Linked DNA regions of Acanthopagrus latus: region 1 is linked to region 2. Evidence: chromatin contacts called from public Hi-C data. All regions are on one chromosome and are shown on one strand. The core of a region is the stretch at or near the end of the contact, and the rest is flanking DNA. Distances in the headings are between cores, read along the strand shown. Region 1 holds the start of pex14 (peroxisomal membrane protein PEX14). Region 2 holds the start of tardbpl (TAR DNA binding protein, like).

Region 1 (6,955 bases), core at 3,357-5,856, 290 kb after region 2:
TAATTTAGCTATTACATATATATAATTTGATTTTTTAATGTATTATATATATCAAGGACAAACAGTCCAATACATAAATCTATATTTTTGAATTTACAATAACTATGACAGAGTTTTTGTGAAAAAGAAAAATAGAAGATTTAAATTAAAGGTAAATGTGAAGAATTTGACGTCTCATACAGCTTCATATCTATGTCGATGTGACCCTGTTCTCTTATCATGTGATCGAAGTGGTTTGCACACATGTAATTATTGTTTTGATGCGTTTGGGTGGATTTGAAGGCAATGAGGATAGAGTGATTGGAGGAGACGGGCGGTGAGCACAGAGTGTGACAGCAGGGAGAGAGCACAAAGACCAGGGAGACACCGGCAAGAGGCTGGCAGGGGTAATGGCCATGGCAGCGATGAGTGGTAGGTGGGAGAGGAGGGGGTGTGGGTTATAGATGGAGATGGGGGTGAGAGCGAGCAAAGAGCAGAGCCAGAGGCAACAGCAGCGGCTGGCAGCGACTGGTGTACCAGTCAACTATGGAACACACACTCATACAGTCTCTCCCAGCCTTCTCTCTCTTTCTCTCTCTCTCTCTCTGTCCAGGTCCAGACCTGCCCCTCTGGCCTGGACTGTGGCAGAGGCTGTGGCACTGGCCCCTGAGCTGGGCCCTCTTGCCACAGAGGAGAGCCCACGCCATGCATTGTGCCAGGGCCTGCTGATCTGGGCGAGGTGAGTCAGAACCTGTTAACATGACTGGTGTCCCCGGCCTGACACACTGGCTTGTCTGACATGCACATGTGCACATAAATGTTATACAAACGTGTGCGCTCTCTCTCGCTCTCTCTCTCCCCTCCCAACCCTGCCAGCACTCCCTTTCCTCTCATCCAGATAAAATCCTTTCAGACACAAATTTCAATTATTCACCTCATCCAAATAATGCCATGTGACAAGAATTATCCCTACTGTAATAATCCACTTAACTGGGAAAGAGCAGCTCATCAAAAAGAGAAAGGAGAAAAGGGGCTGGAAGTGAGGGTGGAGGTGGTGGGGGAGACTTGTCAACCGGTCTCGAATCAGGACCCTCATAACAAGAATTTCTTCCCTTTTTGAGGAGGCAGTCTTGAAGCGCACTGGGATGATGAAATTGAAGTAAATTGAAAGAAAGCCTGGGAGAATGCTCCCACAATCAATAACCCCAGGATTAAATTAGCCTTGGCATGAAGGGATGATGGGGGGAGGATGAAGAGTGAATGGTGGTGAATGACATTGAGACATGTAGACTGAACAATACAGCACTCCTCCAACCTGGATGCTGGGTCCATACAAGGACAGTGAATGTACCTGTGATGTATTCCATCCCACTTAGCGATAAGACAGTCCAGGCTATAATCGTTGTCATCACTTGGGCCGAGCATCCTTCACACATTATTGAAAAACAGCTGATGTTTATTGTCATTAAATGTTGCTGGCCTTGCATGTATTCACAATTTGGACAACTTATGAGGATTATGGGTTGCATGGCACACTCAGGGCTAAACAATAAGAATTGCACAAGGACCTGGGACCAGTAAAATGCCAGGTCAGGCTGGTAAATCTAGCCTGCCCAGGCAAGTGGTAAAAAAAAGAATCAAACAATTTTTTTTTTGGGGGGGGTGAAGTTGATGATGGAAGGAGCTAAGGAGATCTCTGTTGAGTGTTGTACATACGCAATACTGATCAGGCTCCCACGAGAAAAATGGCTGCGGGTGAAGACATTTATAAGCCGAAGCCTAAGCAGACATTTCAACTATCCTTTCAGCATTTTCAATATGCAACAATGTTTGTAGATTTACACTCATGACCATGTCATGATTGCCATTACCGATCTATGAACATATTTTTCCCACCAAGTAACAGAAAACATCAAGACTCTCCTGTTGTGGAATTAATAAAGTATGATGCCTGCTCTTATCATGATGGACCACTTGCAGATACATACATAAATTGCTCAATAAATATACACAATTTCACCAGACAAACTACTTATTCATTGCTTTGCGTCACATGTGCATAATCAAAACATCGTCTTGGCGGAAATGTTCCGAAGCCAATGTTTCAGTTCACTGTGTTTATTGGCCGATAAAATAACTTGCTGATACTGTTCGCAAGAAAACATTGTTTTTAAACTTTTCTCAGAGCCATTTTTCCAGACAACACTATTCTAGAAACACTGAGTTGAAGGGGAACTTTTACTTTCAACTACATCTTCAAAGATGAATAAAGAAACATTTCTTTGTTTTTTATGGCCACAGGGAGGATTGCAGGCATGTCTTTGTACTAAGACATAGTCAACAGTTGGCAAATGTTTGTTTAAATAGTATATTCTTATTTTTATATTGCTGACGACATTTTACTGGCAAACCAGCTAAAATGTTCCTGGACACAGTTGTGTGACACAACCCAGACTGAAAAACAATGGGATAAACTTAAGACCAAAAAAGTATGTGGCAAACGTTTCATGCTAAACATGATTAAAGCATCAGTGAAACCATTGTGTCTGCAAAAATAGACCTTTCTACATGCTTTTTTACTCTCCAAAGAAAGGGAACATAAAGTACACTCTCATTATGGACTCAGAGACATCAGTGTGGCGCTGAAGTGACTGGCTGCTAATTAGAAGCCTTTAACACTTGATCTTGCTGGCGAATGTGTAATATCATCTGATTAGCCAGGGAAAAAGTAGTTTGTTGACGAAAGGATGAAAACAAATTTCCTTAAGTCATCACATCATAATAAAAAAAAAACACAAGTTCAATGTTTCTCAACTATGCAGCTGATTTCAGTGGTTAGCACACAGTCAGAGTAAAGGGACTGACCCTTGAAATCAGCTGCTTAAGAGCTTAAACTTACATACTCTGTGGCATTAATAGTACACTGTCGAGAATCAGGGCATGTGCCATTTAACAATAATTTAAAATGATCATATTGTGAAAGATAAAATTAGAATTCACTATCATCTAGTCAAACCTGCTATATCTATCTAAAATGCACTTATATCAAACTGGCATTACTCAAATTCATTTTCATATTCTAGTCCATATTACCTCATCAGTCTTGTAATTTGTATTGAATACTGAATCCTTACCAGTGCTTCTCTGGGGGGAGCAACCGGATCATCTCCAGGTCCAGGCTGAGAAGATAAACAACACTTGTGTTAGAGCGCCATCTAGTGGAGGACACAGGGGTTGTGGTTGTAATAAAGCACTGATAAGATAGCATTTGCAGAGCTAAGACTAGATGTATCTATCCATATGTATTTCTACCTGTCAATCTCATTTTGCTTATGCTATTGAAATTAGCAAAGACTGACTGAAAAAAGGTTTGAAACAAACAGTTTTAAATCACACTTACTTAAAAGACAACTGGGGATTCATTTTTAATATCAATCAATCACCTTTTTTATTGCTTACAATTAATTGTTTAATCCATGATCAGTCTGGACAATGACATCTCTGTCATGTCATTCGAATAATGTTAAAAAATAACTGTTAATCACAGAATGCACCAAAAACCTGGTCGTGCAAGCGAGAGAAAACAATAAAATCATTCATTTGCATTAACCTGCCTGGTCCTCTTCTGTCTAATTTAATGCTGGTGATTAGTTAAGTAAATAACGATATATAATGTGAATAGATGTGCATGAACGGATCTAGATATTTTGGATGGATATCCCTAGCTCACGCACTTGTTGATTCATTACTAAGGAAGTACTACTAGTATTACTAAGTACTGTTTTGTAAATGTTTGCGTTTATGACAAGCATGAATCCAGTTCTTTACTTAATTCTCCTTCCTGCTTGGGTTTAGTCAACACTGAATATACCTTTGAGGGATTAATTTATCCACAATTAAACTCTGGATAACATATTGACATCTATACTTGCTGATGCCGAAACTATATGTATTGCAAATGTGGCAGCAAAGTGCAAATCTATCCCCTGCGAGATGTATGACCCACAACTTTCTTTAACATGTGTTTCCTCGAGATGATTCATGCTCGACAGTGACGAGCAAAGGCAGTGTTAGCAAAGAGCCGAGCACACACCACCAGGCTTGTTTGGCTAACAGTGACCTTTCACATTTTATCTCCAACTGCACATTACAAGGCTACACTGTCAGACAGAAGGACGCACATTAGTTTAAAGTACAAATACAAAAACAAGAGGCTAACTTTAGCCGACTCAGTAAGAAAGCCACCTAAGTTTTGGCAACAGTGGAGAAGCGCAAGAACATCAGCTTGTCCTTTTGCGTCCACTTGTCAACACAAGTATGTCCGAGAGGCAACTTCTTAAACGAGCTAGCTAGCATGCTAACTAGCAGGCATGCTAACCTTCGCTATCTGCGCTTTTCTTTCTAAAGTAACAAACAAAAATGATGGCATTCAAGGGTCACGACATCTAAGCAAGTCGTAAGAGTTCGCTGTCGCATGTGGACATCGGGAGGTAAATGTCTCAGTTGCATAAATGTAGACCTGTGTCGGTGGATCAGGCTGGTCGTTGGATGCCATCTTCCTATCCCCTTGTTTGCTAAGAGGATGCTCGACTGAACAGCGCTCGATTACTTTTCCTGAGGGACAGCAACGGTGCCACAGTATGGGACAATTTAGTCATTAAAGGGCACAATGTAGTTTTAGAGAAGAAATTCAAGCTCAATATTTACAGTATGTATAAAGTAATAATACAAACTCGGAAATGTTTTCTTTTTCCTTAACCGAATAAACAAGCTGCTCTCAGAGGAGAAAATAAGGTCCAAAGGACTCTGTTTGAACCTTGACATGTGGCAGGGTCTGCCAAATATACAGTAAAACAGTATGAAATTGTGCAGGGAGTATGTTAATTCATTTCATTTAGTTCATTCAGTCATGAAAACAAAGCGTTTGTTTATTTAGTCTTGTAAAAAAAAAAAAAAAATCAGCAGCAAGTGACGATCTCTCTCTTCCAATTAAAATGTATTCCCCAAAGCTGCGTAGTGCACCTTTAAGTATAGTTAACACAGCAGAGTTTGATTAGATTTTGTTTAGAGGCCCTAGTGTGTACAAGCAACATGAAAGCACTATTATCAACTGGTTTGATAGAATACTTCATGACTACACGAAAAAAAGGCATTGATAAAAAAGTGGAGATATAAAGACGAATAAATCGAATAATATATATGTTGAAATATGAGGACAATTAACAAAACATAAAATGATAATTATAAGTCTTTTCATGTAATGTTTTCATTTGAATGTGTATTGTGGTGCGTTTTCCTCCACTTAAATGTCTAATTAAAAACAGCTGTCAGCGGATTGTTCGGGAGCCCTGACATTTTCGGGCCCTGGAGCCAACAATCCATTTGATAATCCAGCCTAGTCTCACAGTCTGACTGCACCAAGACAATCCTGTCAGTCGAGGCCAGCATGACAGATACGCTGTATCCCAATATAAACCTTAGTAACTTTTAATGGAACATTAACTTTCATTGCTGCCACCAAGTGATGCATTTAAAGAGGTGGACTTTCTGAGAGTTGTAATAGGACTTCAGGATGAAAGTTCGGTCAACATCTACTCACCCTCATGCTGATGGGAAAGTGGGGTAAGTGTCGAACTCCACAAAACTTTTCTTGAGCACAGCAAAACAAAGTTGCAGCATTCTACTGAACAACTGGAGTAGATTGGAACTTGTTTTACCTTGTTAAAAGTCTCTGGCATCCCCAATATCCCAAATTGATTTGAAAAGAACTTATACGCAGCCTTTAAGTGCACTCATGATTGTGTGCCCACTTCAGACAGGGTACTTTTTAGCTTGGCAGTGACAGTTAAGATTTTAGTTTTAAAAGGGTAAAAATATTATCCTTTCAAATACAATTTTGATCATCTTGATATGATGGGTTTAAAATGGAATGAAGTAAAACACAATCTCAGTATACGGGCTAGCATTCTTCAGTGGAACGCAATGAATTTCATAGTTGATGGACCAGATTTTATACAATTTATAGGTAGTGGGAGGGTGAATTCAGTATGTGGGGCTTTGTTCTTTACTTTTATTCATTCAGGGAGGGTTCACTGGGAGCGGTGTTCTCTTTTTCATTCACACAGTAACCCCATTCACACTGCAGTTTGGAATGCACAAATTCTCCACCTCCGCCTCTGTGTGAATGTCTTGGGTTGAAATTTGCTCCGGCGCTGATCTACTCTCTGGAGGTAGTGTTAGAGGCGCAGTATTGGCGAACCAAACCAGAGTGAATGGATAAGCCGGAGTCACGTATTGAGGGCGTGTCTGATAACTACACAGGTCCTTCCTTCAACTAGATATAGAGAAATGTCTCAGAAAGCAACATTACAGGACCAAACAAAAGTAATGTAGCAACCGTAACTGTCTTTGGCAATTTATGTGAGAAAATGAATACCACAGCTGTTACACATACACACCTGGAAGCTCACAACTGAGCAGCAGTCGGGGTAAAGGGCCTTGCTGCGGCATCAGTGATGGTAAGGAGGGAAGGGTAAGTGCTGTCCCACCCAGATTTATCCTGCCTGTCCCAGATTTGAAGCATAGTGCTCACAAGCTCACTTATCTAACCTTTAGGCCCCCACTGTGGTGGTGGAAGTGCGTGTTGAAAGGAAGGAATTAGTGGTTGTGAATTATTCTCACCTTTGTAGAAAGCTACAAAGAAACAAAGGCTCAAAGTAGGGCGAACGCTGTGTGATGTTGGGACTTCAATGCACAAAACACCTTGTGGTTGAGTGAGAAAAAACTGATGCAATGGTCAGGTAATAGATTGCTTAGATGAGAGGACTTTAGTAAACTTAGAGGATGGTAATAAAACAATGGCAGTTGTTAATACAGGAAACAACATCATAACTGATCCAATATGTAACAGGACTGTGACTGAAGTGGAGAGGGGTCGGAAACAGATGTTTCGGTAAAGTTAACCGGGAGAAGTTTA
Region 2 (6,989 bases), core at 1,084-3,583:
ATGTCTTCTGAAAGCCCCTTTTTATTTTCACGGCTGAGGCAGCGTCTATTTCCTCCATCTTCCTTTTGTTATCTATGAGGAATAAATAGAATTTAGTTACATCAGGAAAAGAGGCACACATGAACACAGACCCTCTGAACTCCTTAGGGTCTGTTGGTGATGATTCAATAAATTGTCAAAAGTATGTGAACACAACATTAAAATCACATCAGGTTGTCTCCCTCCAAAATCATGTGCATTACTACGCGGCTATAACAGCTTCCTACTCTGCTGTTAAAGTTTTCTATAAAGTTTTGGAGCCTGGCTGCAGGGATTTGCTCTCATCCAGGCACCAGACCATCAGAGAAGATAGCATGTGATGTTGGAGGATAAAGCTTTGCTCATCCCGAAAGTATCTGAGTCAAGGCTCTGTTCAGACCAGTCGAGATCTTTCATACCAAACTAAAAAAACATTTCTTTTTGCAGAAACCGACTTGCACACAGGGGCATTGTCAGATTAAAACAGCAGAGGGCCTTTACTGTCACCACAAGGAAGACTCTATGGTAAATGTCAAAAAATCACTGCATGATGGAGCATTAAACCTTCTAAGTTTGAACTATGGGGCCAGATTCTGTTGCCAATTTGTTTGTACAGCTAGTAAAATGATGGCAGCCCAATACAACAAGAAACTTAGTAAGGAGTATGGCAGCAACAATTAGCTGTGTTATTATTTAGTTGATCGTCAGAAAAGTAACTAATTTGATAATCAATTAATTGTAAAGTAATTTCCCACAAAAAATATTTCAGAAATTACTGTTTCTGGCCGCTCATATATGAAGACGTCCTGCTTCTGTTTTATATCATGTTAAACTACAAATTCTTCCTGTTTTGGACTCAGAACAAGGACATTTATCCTCCTTGGACTTTGAGAAACTGGGAAGGATATTTTTCCACAATCTTCTGACATTCGACAGATCAAGTTATCAATCAAAAAAATAATCTTCAGAAAGACAATAATCTCTAGTTGTAGTAGTTTGTGGCTCTACTGAATTGCTTTACACCACACAGAGATGTTCTAAATAAATTTGAACACACTGATAGTAACAGTGAGCTTAACACTTCCAAGTACTAAAAATTAGTTTGGGATATTGGGATATGGGTGCATATATGCATGTGCATGGGTGAATAGTGACAGGAAATGTGTTGCATTGTTTTTAGGGATAAATAACATTCACAGAACACAAAATAAAAATGATGTGTCAGAGAGCAAACATGAAAATATCCCAATATTCATGACTAGTTTTGAGTAGTGTGCTATTAGAAACACTCCTATGTTCTGCAGGAGGAACATAATGACAGAATAATAGGCTGAATCAACACCTAAAGGCAAAACAAAGAAAAAAAAAAACACTCACATTATAACAACATTGATGTAGGTCGGGTGTAGTTTCTGTAGGGCTTGTGTATTAGGTAGCATTAGCATTACATGGTTTACCACACACTTTTGATCATACAACACACAGTGAAGATAAGAGGGAAACCTAAACGACACAGTCACCTGTCTCACCTTTGGGGTAATTGACGACATAGACCAAGTTTCCCCAGTCGTTCTCGGGAGCATGCAGGACCCCCTCCAGAAGCCGGACCCCCCTCATGCACTGGGACTCCGGGTTCCTGTACCGCAGCCCGCACGCCCCTGGAAACTGAGCCGCTACTGATGACAGCAAAACAGTGCCGTCGTCCTCCGATGGGATCTCCATGGGCTCCTCGTTTTCATCCTCAGCCACACGAATATACAACTCCGACATGGTGTCCGAATGGCTGAGCTCTGGGCCAAGTGGAATCAGCTGATGGAGCTCAAGTTCCCACTAAACACCTTTGTGATACACACGGGTTCGCAGCGTCGATCTCTGCCGAAGTTTACTTCTGTTAGCTTAGTGACGCAACTGAAATGCAATAGCAGTCAAACGCAAATAGACACACTTTGTGAAGGGCTAACGCTCGCTCCACAATTCTATAACATTTAATAGCTCGTGGCCATTAATACTAGAAGTTGACTGTTCTTCTACGCGGGCAGCACGAGTAAACAAGTTAGCCAGCTAGCTAGCTAACAAGCTAGCAAACTCCAGACCGCTTGAAAAATGAATGACCATCCAGTTTCCCGCTGCGTTTACTGTCAACAAAAGCACGAGTCTCCCTTTTGTCTACGTGCGTGTGTGCAAAAACTGCTCGCAAATGACAACATCGACAAGGTATCTTATTCGATGAAATTAAAGTACGAAATGGTCAGCTCACAGTGACTACTTGCAGCGGTACGCAGCTAACCTCTGTAACCTCAGGCTAGCTAACAAAATGGCTGCGGATCTTGGAGAGATGACATCATCTGGTTGGGAGGGCACACTGTTCATTTTTGTAGGGATGCCAAAGTTAAAAATAACAACATTCAGTGAAAAGTTTGACTTCAGATTACCAGCTGTCGTTTTAAATCGTTATTTACTTCATTTAAACATTACGTGGTGAAGAATATTGACCTTGCCGCGTTTGTAACTTGTCCGAGGCAAAGTTAAAAGCTTGTGATTCACCCTTTGAATTCAAAGCATGAAGAATCACCTTAAAAGCCCAAAACAAAAGGTGCGCACTGAGAAATTCTATTTCAAAATATCATGTATTTAACGCGTTGCAATCACGTGTCATGTGAAAAAAATATGTTTTAATTGACCTTTTTGGCTTTTTGATTCAAACATGTTTTACATGTCCAGACAAAATACCATAGGATATATGATGCAATATGATGGTGATATGTGTAAAAGGTTTAAAATCGTCTTTGTAAAAGTGTCAAAGCTGACCCACCAGTATTAACAGGCCAGTCTGTGTAGCCAAAGATAGTTAAAGCTTAGAACAATGTTTTGCATATTAGCAGTGACTTGTGTCCCACATAAACTTTCCTGCCTTTACAAGATTAAAATGTATTATTGCTTAGAGATAACCTGGTTTTGTGCCCAAACAAAATTGATGAACTCATTTGTTTTCATGACTGAATAAACAAACTGAACTTAACAGAGAACACAATTTCATACTTTGTCACTCGCTCATATGTGGCGGACTCCACCACCTTCCTAACTTCAAACATTGTCCTTGGGACCTTATTTTCCTCTGAGAACAGCTTCTTTATTCATTCACTTAGTTTTTCATCCATAACACACCATCTTAACAATTGGGGTCACTCTACAACTGATTTTAACCTGTTTTTCACACATGCTGGAGACAGTGACCATTCTTTGTGACTTTTTTGTCACTTGCCTTTCACATGTCAAAGCAAACGCACCTGTTTTATTTCCCCTCCCCCTTGACATCTGCCCACTCATCTACAAATAGGCTGGGGTTCGACTGCTCGTGGGTGTTTTCATCAGCGGCATTGGCATGGACCAGATAAGATTTGGCATCCTACTTAAAACTATGTGAGTACCATGATGTTGTACAAAGGTTGAATAATACTTTCTTCAAAATATAAGCTCAATTCTATCTCTATTCTACAGCGTTTTACAGGGTTTAGTCTTAAGGGATGTGTTTTCCATTCAGAAACAAGAATGGATTGATACCCCAACTGCAAAATTGTCAGGTAAATCTTTCTTTTGTAATGGCATGCAATTGTTAAGGGAAGAGTCACAAGATTTGAGAATAAGTTTGCATTTTCAGAGGGAGATGTGACATGTTTTACTGAGTACATGGAGATGTGGATCCATAGTGCGATGATTGAAGGGTTGGGAATCTGGCTGTCTGGGGCCTTGCAGATCCAAGGTAATTATTCATGACACAAAAGAGAAACAATATTGAGATTAAATATGTAAGTATGTGTCTTCTGAATTCACCTTTTGCTTTTTAAAAGCCAACCTTGCATCTCTGGATCACCTAAACCTCCAACTGACTCCCTGTGGATTCTCACTGCACAAAGACCCCGACGAGAACTTTATTTTTAGAGTCAGCTACACTGGATGTTTTGTTAAGCAACAGGTACATCACTCAAGAAATATCCATACATATTGACTTTTGTAGCTGAGCTTGGTGGTGATAATCCTCTGGTTGTACATTGATTGTTCAGCATGGCTACCATGTCCTGACACTGAATCTGGTGAGGAGGATTAACCGATTTGGAGGCAGACCTCGCAGTTTATTGATGACGTGTCCCATGGTTCCTGTGCTGCTCAGCAGAGAGCAGATCCAGTGTGACCCAGACTATATCCAGGTTCGTCACTTCGTCATGTGCACTGTAGATGTTTTATTCTCTTTTTTAGCCAAGTATTTTGCTTATTCTGATAAGATTTGTGTTCATCTGTAGGTGACCAGACCAGTTCCCTGTGACAGCTGGGACAACGAGGTACTAGTGGAAATCACTCCTAAAGTCAACCCCTCAAAATATGATTGCACTTTAAATCTAAACCAATATCTGTGTACATGTGTTTGGCCAAGACATAGAACCAGACGAGGTGAATCTGTCTGATGGTGCACGTTTGGTTGTGTGTTACAGTTGCAGTGGTCTCTGTCTCTGAGCGATCAGCTCATTGTAGCTCTGGAGGATGCCAGCCTGATCCAGATGAACACTGCCATGAGGGGACCAGACATCACAGTTCAAGGCAGGAGGAGAGAGGTCTTGAGCCCCGTCAAAGTAAGAGGCCTCCCAGCTCACACAGCACACTGCCACCTAGTGGCCAACAGGAGCGTTACAGCTAATACTCAATGTCTGGTTGATGCAGGTGATGGAATCTGAAGGGGAATTCTTGGCCTTGAAGCTGGTCAGCGGTCAGTATGCCTACAGTATGGAAGCCACATGTCCAAAAGGTGGGTGGCAAGAAGCGATTACTTTGATAACGATAATAATGGTTCATAAATAAATAGCTATATATATATATATATATATATATATATATATATGTATTCTTACTCATTTGCATATGTTTGCTATTGAGGTAATCCAATAGTAATCAAGTTACATTACTTTAAAGGGGCACTTCAAACTCAACAAAAAATAAATAAGGCTTGAAGCTAGAGAGCTCGTGGCAGGGTCCGCCAAATAGAAACAGGAAGGTTTTTATATTCATCTTATTTAGTCAAGAAAACAAAGAGAGTTTGTTTATTTAGTTTGTTTAGACTATAATTTCAGTCAGTGGAGATATTTCTCTTCTGATTAACATTTTTTGTTTATACATAGCAAATTATGCATTTATTAACAATGAATTATGATGTCAGCAGCTACTGGACCCAAAGAGAGAGCAAAGCCTTGTTAGGGTCATTAGATTGTTTATTATGCACTTAAGATGAAAAACGTATCTTACACGATGGTCAAATGTTTTATGATATAAACACTTAACCTAATCATTTATGGTCGTGTTATTTATAGTTGTATCTATTAGTATTGTGCTGACCTGAATTTATGGGCAATACAGAACATCTAATCTAATCTGAAAAGTAGCAAATAACCTGATTTGTCAAATAAAGACCACTTCATCAAAAATCATCAACATTGTAAGTAAGTGTACTTGGTTACGTTCTCACAACTGTTAACACATTTAATCCCCAATGTAATTTCAGTGAGCACGTCCACAGCAGAGGAGACAGTGCTACACATTTTCAAACGACACATGGGTCTGACCAAACGAGGCAGCCACAACAGCAACGCACTGACAGTCAGTAACGTGTCAGTGAAACAGACAGATGACCTCACCGTGCACGAGACCAGTGAGTTTGTGACACTGATCATCCCCACAGCCCAGATACTCCAGAACAAGGTTAGTGCTGAAACAACAGGTCTTACAGTAAATGTATGTACTGGCTTACTCTTCCTATAAGGAGTCATTACAGCGTCAGACGTCTAAGCCGGGTTTGTTTTACAGGCCTGCGCAGACAGCAAACAACTCCTGCAGCCGTTCTACAGGGTGGATGTTGTGCTCACCTTCAAAGAGACAAATCACAAAATGCACTGGACCATGGAGAACACACTGCCATGCACAGGTGAGTGTGCTGCTGATGAACACAGTAAAACTAAAGTGGTGATTAATTATTGGAGGATATTTTGACCACTAGCCATTGAAAGGCTTTTACTGTAGTCACACTGGGCACTTCTGTTTGTTGCTCAGTCAACCAATCATTTAACTTTATGTGGCACCTCTCAGACAATTTAAAGTGAGATAAAAGTTCCTCTTGTGAGTCACAAAAGTGACTCACAAGAGGAAATAACACTAAAATAAAATGATAACATAATCATATATGTACACATTTTTATCATTATATTTGTATTTTTCTCATACTTTTTGTAACCTTTCTTCTTTTTTTGTTTTTCTTTTGTGCTGCATTTAATATAATGTCTCATTGGCATGTATTTCTGTAGAATCGTTAATAAGGACTTCAACAACCTTCTGCTACTACTTTATTATCTACAAAATATACATATAATTCATAACTATAACTGCTGGACATGAGATATCTCCTACTTCCCTGTATAGCCCATTCTCAGTGTCTGTGCACTGGAGGTTTCCACATTTCACTTGTAAGTATGTATGTAAGTTAGATACTGGATCAGGACTGGCTTCCAAGCTAGTTGTGGTGACACAAAGTCAGCTCGTACAGACATGTGTTAAAGTTAGTTAGTTAGTCACACCAATCAAACGTTCTCTTAAAGCACAGATGTTGAGTGTTTGTCTTGGTCTGATCATATGTTACACCTTATCAAGGTCCAGGTAATAAGTGTTAATTAAAAGATTATAAGGCCTTCATAACTAAGTCCCAATAAGATAACTATTAACATTGATAAGACTATATTAGTATTACTAATAGCATATTGAACATGTGTATTGTGAGTTTTTAATACATTTAATGATTACTTTTAAGACACATTGTGATCCCCAGGAATCTTGAAAGATATTGCCTTGGAATATTTATCAAAATAATCGAAATATTACCTTTTTTTTTTTTTTTTACCATATTGAGCCCTAGACCTAATTTGCACTCACCTGTT

The links. Hi-C and Micro-C count contacts between places; a contact is called where the count stands out from the background.
Region 1: a Hi-C map of muscle shows a contact between it and region 2, with 3 times the contacts expected there. The contact joins the promoter of pex14 here to the promoter of tardbpl in region 2. A contact is called at or near these places in 3 of 4 Hi-C or Micro-C datasets (liver and muscle).

What each region holds. Positions count from the first base shown.
Region 1 is chr7:18,018,598-18,025,552 of fAcaLat1.1, forward strand. pex14 (peroxisomal membrane protein PEX14) reads right to left here and starts at 4,607. Exons shown (of 10, transcript XM_037104839.1): 1 at 4,499-4,607; 2 at 3,114-3,158. The coding sequence starts at 4,534.
Region 2 is chr7:17,731,902-17,738,890 of fAcaLat1.1, forward strand. tardbpl (TAR DNA binding protein, like) reads right to left here and starts at 2,334. Exons shown (of 7, transcript XR_005076168.1): 1 at 1,548-2,334; 2 at 1-72. It overlaps c7h1orf127, which reads left to right and starts at 2,411. Exons shown (of 12, transcript XM_037104812.1): 1 at 2,411-2,611; 2 at 3,356-3,438; 3 at 3,517-3,599; 4 at 3,677-3,778; 5 at 3,867-3,991; 6 at 4,080-4,223; 7 at 4,317-4,355; 8 at 4,506-4,643; 9 at 4,732-4,816; 10 at 5,567-5,763; 11 at 5,869-5,986. The coding sequence starts at 2,579.